2 separate regions of the Drosophila melanogaster genome follow, and region 1 is linked to region 2. A link is a contact called in public HiChIP or PLAC-seq data. All regions are on one chromosome and are shown on one strand. The core of a region is the stretch at or near the end of the contact, and the rest is flanking DNA. Distances in the headings are between cores, read along the strand shown. Region 1 holds the start of Hk (Hyperkinetic). Region 2 holds the start of CG1354.

Evidence for each region. HiChIP or PLAC-seq counts read pairs in DNA pulled down with a chosen protein or histone mark.
Region 1: an H3K27ac HiChIP or PLAC-seq map of the Kc167 cell line shows a contact between it and region 2, with 6 times the contacts expected there. The contact joins the promoter of Hk here to the promoter of CG1354 in region 2. A contact is called at or near these places in 1 of 107 Hi-C or Micro-C datasets (embryonic mesoderm) and 1 of 6 datasets of contacts at active chromatin or transcription factors (the Kc167 cell line).

What each region holds. Positions count from the first base shown.
Region 1 is chrX:10,261,902-10,265,679 of dm6, reverse strand. Hk (Hyperkinetic) reads left to right here and starts at 2,195. Exons shown (of 12, transcript NM_167222.3): 1 at 2,195-2,214. CG12643 reads left to right here and starts at 417. Exons shown (of 1, transcript NM_144290.2): 1 at 417-1,447. The coding sequence starts at 606. The coding sequence ends at 839.
Region 2 is chrX:9,777,082-9,781,173 of dm6, reverse strand. CG1354 reads right to left here and starts at 2,432. Exons shown (of 6, transcript NM_167202.4): 1 at 2,365-2,432; 2 at 2,261-2,306; 3 at 1,932-2,122; 4 at 873-933; 5 at 282-663; 6 at 1-15. The coding sequence starts at 2,112.

The sequences.
Region 1 (3,778 bases), core at 946-3,445, 480 kb before region 2:
GTTGTTGGCATACCCTAGGTTTTTGAAAAAGTCACACAAGTGGTCGGGTAAAGGTTTATAAGCCAATATTTACCATCCTAAAAAGTTCAAACAATTTTAAATGTATTATTCTAAAAATAAAATGGATAGCGCCAGATGTTTTCGGAGTTGCGGTTAAAAATGCGACTTAAATTCTTGCTACTACCCGTGCTATAATAAATAGGTTAAAGTAATGAAAACATTTATATATCAACTAAACTTACAAAATTACAAATAGAATTTAATTGTTATCCATCATCCACTCGATACTGATATACTTTTCTATTGCAGGGTATTTGCTGGTCGCCTCACTCGTCTGAGAAGGTTCTACTCTTTGTGCTTGGCTTGTTTTTGTTTTTTGTTTTGGTCGTTGACGTTGCGGCGTCGCTTCTAGCAATCCGCACAGTTCGCATCGAGACTCCGAACAGAGCGGCAGTCGCTCCAGTTGCAGTTGCAGATAGAGATACAAATACAGATACAACTACAGATATAGATACAGACTTAAGCGGATCGAGGCTACATATACAAAATATAGCTTCTTTGGCCAACTATAAACCACAACCAGTGCAAGAAAAAGAAGTGCGAAAATGCCGTTCCCCATCCATCCGCCCAAGCAGATGCCCTGCCCCCACTGGCAGCACTTCCCCATCAGTCCCGTGGACAGTAAGCCGAATCCATTCGATTCCGTCGGCGGAGCGGCAGCAGCGGCCACCCAGGTCAACATAGGGGTTAACAAGCCACCGGAGCCGGTATCCTATCGCTATTGTTTGCAGTGCAAGAACTCCGGCAAGGAGCCAATAAACCCCGCCGACAGGGAGTAGCCCCAAAACCATGGAGGTGACCCATCAATCCACACAATCAGCCATCACCTGTAATCAGCCACTTCAATAGAGGACGCACTTGGAGAGCCAATTGAAACGGGAAATAATCATAAAAATCACCGAACACAGTTTTGAATTCAAGAGACAAACACATGTTTCCTTTATCAAACCATTTTTTCTGTGCTGCTACTCATATTTTTCTATTCAAAAGGATCTGAATTTAAAGGTTACACATAAAACGATATAATAATATTCAGTTGAATGTGAATAACCGGTCAGACATTATTTTAAAGTCATTTAAATGCACCATTGGTCTACTAAAAGCAGGCCAGAAAGTAACTATGTATAAGCAGGCATTTGATAATTTAATATCAGGTCCAAACGCAGCCCAATTTTTTTCTGTGTTGTTATTATTTAACCTAAACTAAGCACATGTTCCATTCATTTTTTTGTTGCCCATTTAAGCAGTGTTTTTTTCGATATAATTAAGCTAAGCATTTTGTACGTATTTAATTTGTATTTAGAGCTAAAGACTACAGTTTATACATTTTATGAATTTTTTTTATATATTTGTATAAGAGAAGAGCAAATAAACGCACGACGCATTTAAAAAACGAGTTCTACACAAATACACAAGCACTAACCAATATACATGTACCATATGCTCTGTGTTTTTGTTTTTTTTTTTTTTTTTGATTCCAAACTCAGACTTTGTTTGGTTCTGTTTCTACTTTATTCGGCAGTTGGGGTCTCTGTTTTTATGTTTATCAACATTGTTCAAGGTCACCGATTGAAGCGTGGAACGAAAAAAAAGGTGCGATAAGAGCGGCTTCAGATTTGAGTTTTTGATTTGGAAAATTCGGGAATAGTCGGATGATTTTTCTTTCGCCTGTTCCATAGACAAAGTTCAACAAACCGATTGAAATGAAGGCGAAGAGAGTGAAAAATACGGCGGATGAATAAAAGGGTGTGGGGGGAAATAATTGCATTCGTTCGCCGCTGCAAAATAATTGAACACAGTTCTCAGAGAGTTCGTTGATATGCATGCTAAGATGAGCATACACTAAAAAAAAACTTCTAATACATTTTGCGGACATAATTCATAAGAAATTTTTCAAAAGAACTGTAATTCTTGATGCAAAACAACAAATTTCAGGTAAATTTCGGATACAGCGATCATTAGAATTTGTCCCAAGAAACATAGTTTTGTTTGCCAATTATATGTGAGTTTTTTCTCTGTGTGGCCAATTGTTTATGTAAGGATGTGTGCACTCAGTACCGTACTATATTTAACCTTATCGCGTGAGTCGGCGAGTGCGTGTGCGAAAATACTGACATCCAAATAGTTCGTGATATTCGTCCTATTCGCTGATAGGTGATATTTGAGTTTCCAAATGACACGGTTTAGTATTCCATTTTCGGACTTTACAATTTCGGCCTTTTGCCCGAATTAACAATTTACGGTACAAATTTTCGGGGCTTATCTCCGCTGATACGGTCATTATCTAACTTTGAGTCTAGCCAACGTGCCCCCTAAAATAACGCACACAAATAAGAAGATATGGAAGTGCAGATAAACCTGAGAACAAACATACATAAACATAAAAATAGGAATGCAATCTGAAGTATTTATACCCTTTGCACTAATAATATTTATTTTGGCCTTATTTAAGGTTTCTTATCGATAAAAATTATATTGACTATTCCAAAAAGTGTATGATTTTCCGACAAACAAATGATCTGTGAACGCATGAAAAAAGGTGCATTCCATATGTAAAGATACTTTTTTAAATAATGGCAACACATATAAAAAATGATAATTGCACTTTGGTATTCTATTAATCGCTGATCGTGTCTTTTTCGTTTTTATTAGCATCCATAAAGCTTTCACGAACGATGGAGCTTCGAAAAGCTTATTTTTTTAATAAATTGCCTAGCGAAATATACCAATGCTGTTAAATACGCTGCAATTTCGCTATTTACGAAGTGTTTTTCATTAATTACCCAAAAAAGATAGGTTTCATCACAGTTCGATTTTTGATGGACATTTAATACATAACTTCGCTAAAAATAATCATAAAGATGAAAGAATAACAGTTTTGAGAAGCTTATTACCAAAGCTAAACATCCCCATCACTTTTTGACGGATTTTGGGAAATTAAATTTTGGGACAATTTTCACAATTTTTGTAAGGGGTAACATCATCAAAATTTGCAAAAAATGGCCAAAAAATAGAATTTCCATCTGTGAATACAGTTCGATTGGAAATTTAATTACGAGCTCAACGAGGTATGACATTTCATATTCAGACAATTATTTTTGAAGTTGTGGCTAAAAAACGGATTATTTGATGACCGAAATTCGGAAAAACGGATTTAGCCAAAAAGTTGATATTGACAAACGGAATTTTCGTCATAACTTGGCTAAAAATGCTCATATAGATGTAAGAATAACTGTTTTGAGCAGCTAATTACCAATGCTAACGAACCCTATCACTTTTTGGAGGATTTTGGAAAATTAATTTTTGGGTCAATTTTCGCATTTTTTGTAAGGGGTAACATCATCAAAATTTGCAAAAAATTGCCAAAAAATAGAATTTTCATTTGTAAATACAGTTCGATTGGAAATTTGATTACGAGCTCAACGAGGTATGACATTCCATAATCAGACAATTATTTTTAAAGTTGTGGCAAAAAAACTGATTATTTGATGACCGAAATTCGGAAAAACGGGTTTTGCCAAAAAGTTGATATTTACAATTGGAATTTTCGTCATAACTTGGCTAAAAATGCTCATATAGATGTAAGAATAACTGTTTTGAGCAGCTAATTACCCATACTAACGAACCCTATCACTTTCTGGAGGATTTAGGAAAATTAATTTTTGGGTAAATTTTCGCATTTTTTGTAAGGGGTAACATCATCAAAATTTGCAAAAAA
Region 2 (4,092 bases), core at 1,183-3,682:
GTTCAAGGCCTCAATCTGAAAGAGCAAAGTAGTGGTGGCGTCAATAAGAACGGGAGGGAAAATCACAAGGTCACACGAAAAAAAACCACAGATTTCGCTGTTTTGTTGGCAAACAAATAAAGACGATAATAACAACAATGAATGAAACACGAATACAAATGCATTCTTAATAAACAAATTTACAATACAATATTTTATGGATATCCCCTTGTTTTTAAGTAGAAAGGAATAACAATAAGCGTTAGTGCCACCCAGCGGATGTGGATTGTTTTCGTACTTACATCATGGGCATTCCAGTCCTCGAAGCGCAGATGACGCTTCTGATCGATAAGGATATCCTTAATCTTAAGCATCGAATCGTATTCGGGCTTGAGCTTCTTGTCGCCGCCGCGGGCCACCACCTTCTCCAGTTTGTCCAAGTTCTTGAGCAGATTCTCCTCGTCCTTGAGGCGCAGCTCCTCGGAGATGATCTCCAGATCGCGCACCGGATCCACCTCGCCCTCCACGTGGGTCACATCCGGATCCTCGAAGGCGCGGCACAAGTGGAAAATGGCATCGCAGGCGCTGATGTGCGAGAGGAAGTCGTTGCCAAGTCCCTGACCCTCGGCGGCTCCCTTCACCAAGCCAGCAATGTCCACGACGTTCAAATAGGCAGGAACCACACTAGTTTTTTTTTTTTAAATACTTATTACTTTCGATTGTGCAGAACTTTTCTATTAAACTTAACAAGCAAATGGCAAGCAAATAACGAAAATAGCAAGTCCCGAAACTTGTTACGCGTTTTAAATGCGTTTCGTGATGCAGGTATATGTTTTTTTTTGTTACAAGCAATGGAAAACTAAAATGCAATGGATTTGTATGCTCCAACTCACCTGGCCGGCTTGTGGTACTCCACCAGGTAATCGAAACGCTCATCGGGCACCGGAACACGACGTGTGGGTAAGGCAAAAGCCATCGGCGGCAGCATCAGCAGGAGCAGATGAAAAGAAGAGGTAAGACGCATGTTAGTCGGGATGACTTGGCTGGACGCAGAAATGCAGAAATCCAAAAATACAAGAATATGAAAAAACAAAAACGATTGACTGACTGACTGGCTTGGTAGCCCGGCAGCATCGGCGGCCAATCATGGCAATTTTCTATAATTTTGCGCCATCCGCAAAGGGGCAGCGAAACCAAAATGAAGTCGCTCACAAATAAAAAGCGCAGGAAAATGAAACCGAAACGAACCGAAGGCGGGGGCAATTTGCATATTGGGAACTGGATCTGATAAAATTGCTAAGGCCGCGACACGCCCACAACGCGAAGGACAGTGAAGCATGGTTAGCTCAACTTTTAAAGGTGCCTTAAATGAATACAAATATGGTTTCTTAACTAATTTATAGAGTTAAGTGTGCGAAACTATCTGTTACTTCTGTAGTCCAAAAGGAATGGAAACATGAGAACACTCTGTATGAGATACATAGTAAGGATAATCTATAAGATCAAATGCTTATAGCTTGAAGTTTGCTAAAATTGAAGTTTTCGTGCTTTAACATTTGGAATTATCTACAATTGAAGACTATTTCTATGATAAAATGGTTAATAACCAGAAGGTATACTAGCCATAGCATAGTGTTTAGATCTAAGTTCCTGACACATTGAATCCCCCACTTAGCTGCGAATCTCAGAGATTTGTGTTACCTATCGAGGCTGCACTGTGGCTATTTTAGAAGGTCCAGTCGAGAGAGCAATTTGGAATTAGAAGCGGCGGCGGTTGCTCCTGGAGGCCATTGCTGCATCGCCGGCATAAAAATTATATTCCACGAGATGATTACAATGATCGAGGAAATTGCCACCGCCCGCAGGTTCGCCTGGTAATTGGCCAGATATATGTATGTAAAGATATATATATATATAAATATATATATATGTGTGTGTTGGGGAATACTTATTCTCATTCGGCTTGATGGTGCAGAAGGGGAAGTTCTCCGCGGGGGCGGCACTTTGGGTCAGAACGTTGAAAAAAGTGGACTTGCCCACGTTGGGAACGCCAACGATACCGATTCTCAGATTCGTTCCAATTCTGCCGATCAGCGGCTTGCGCTCCGGTTCGTCGTGCTTCTTGGGCGGCATCTTCGTTGATCTGCGGTGATATGGCAAGTCGTTAGTTACATATATCCGATTAATCAGGTATGTAAATACATATATGTATATGCATTTAGATGTCAACTATTTTTATATGCTGCCGGACATAACCTCACATTGCCGGCTGCTAGCTCACCTAGCTCACTAAACGCGTGGATGCTGTCCACTGAACTCAGCTCCAGCTGTGGATGGGAGTTAAGGTTAGTTATTGCCAAATGAACTTAAGCCCCTGTTATTTACAAATATTTACGAAAATTTAAGCGTCCGCTGTTTTTTGCGGCTGACGGCGTGGAAGGAAAGAGAGCGAGCGAGATGGGTATAGGCCGGTCAGCTGTTGACGCGCAGGGTTGCATGCCGACTAGCGCCCCCGGGCGGTTGAAATGGGCGTCGTAGCTTAGCACCGCAGGCGGTAGGGGGCGCCAGCGGGCAGGGCGCGTAATTTGAATTTAGCTCGAGGGCTATGTTATTATCGCACTGGAATTTCAGCATTTTTCAACAGGTTTGACGTCTTCTTACATTATAATTGTTGTGCGGGCATAAGTTTACTTGTGCTTTACTGGTTTGCTCAAAACGAATTGGTTAATAAGGTTATCCTATTTAAAACCTTTATATAATTATATTGCTTCCTAATTAACTCTATCAAATTAAGTGCCACAATATACGAAATATATTGCTGTTATAATATTGTACCCTATTTTATTGAGAACTATGCAATAACTGCCAAGGCTTGAAAGCAATGCGATCAATTTGATGGTTTAATTTTGTCTAGATATACAGGTCGTGTTCCTTCTTCCCAACGCCTTTAGTTTTGACCAGGTTTTCAGGTAAATGCGATCGAGTTAACTGTCAAGGTCGTCGGGCCGACGCACGTACACGCAATTTGGCGGTTTAGTGAAAAGCCCGCAATAATCAATAATTTCGCATAATTAGCGAACCGATCGGCGGATCGATTCCCTGCCTTTATGGCCAACTGAAACGCAATCCGCACGATGGGTAGAAAAACGAAAAGTCGTCAGGAGGAGAGACCAAGGGTGGTTGAGAATCAGGTTTGTTGATCTTTCGCGACTGTTTGGCAATCGATTTGGATCGTTGGTCGATGCGCTTTGATTGATTCCCTGGCCCGCGTTTATGGCCCTAATTAAAAGATCCGTTATGCGTGATCGGTCTACCTTTCAGTATTCGAATATCATGTGCGTGCTAGAAAACTTACTTATAATTTCACGCTGTCTTGCCTCCTCGACCAGTTTCTTTACTCAAGGCATCTCTTTGCGGTTGTCCGACCGTTTAAAAATCCATTTGCAACTGACCCTGGACAACTGTTTTTCGTTTTTTGTTTTCATTCTTTTTTTTTCCACTGGAGCATGTAATACCTTTGTAATGTTTGTCCACAAAACCGCAGGAGGTCCACGCCTGCTGACGATTGAAAGTTTTTCGATCGATTTGTGGTTGTGTATGCTCTTATAAACAACCTGCATTCTGATCCTTTACAAAAGTCGAATACTATCTTATTGGTTTTGTATGTTTATTGAAATATCAATGAAGCAACGATTTTAACAAAAATCAGCATTTAAGATTACTTACTTTCCTATATTAGATTACAAATAAACACAAGTGCATCAAGAATGAAATCTCGACCACATATAAAGAAAAAATATTTAACAATACGCAGCAAAGTTCCATTTTCACACATTTCCCAGAAATGTTTCATTATTAAATATATACAACTTTCGACACAATTCCAAGGACTCTGCGCTACGCCCAAAAGTTATTCAATTTCCAGCATGATTATTTAACGCTAAGCCGGCTTATTTTGCATATTATTTGTTGTTTGGGTTAATTAAGCTGACTTTTAATTGCCTTTTATTGCACTTAATTATTGGAGTCGGGTAGAAAATGGTGCCCGCATACGGTCGCTGGCAAAAGAACGCGAATGGGGCACGTAGCTGGGGCCTCATAAATTTGTATACA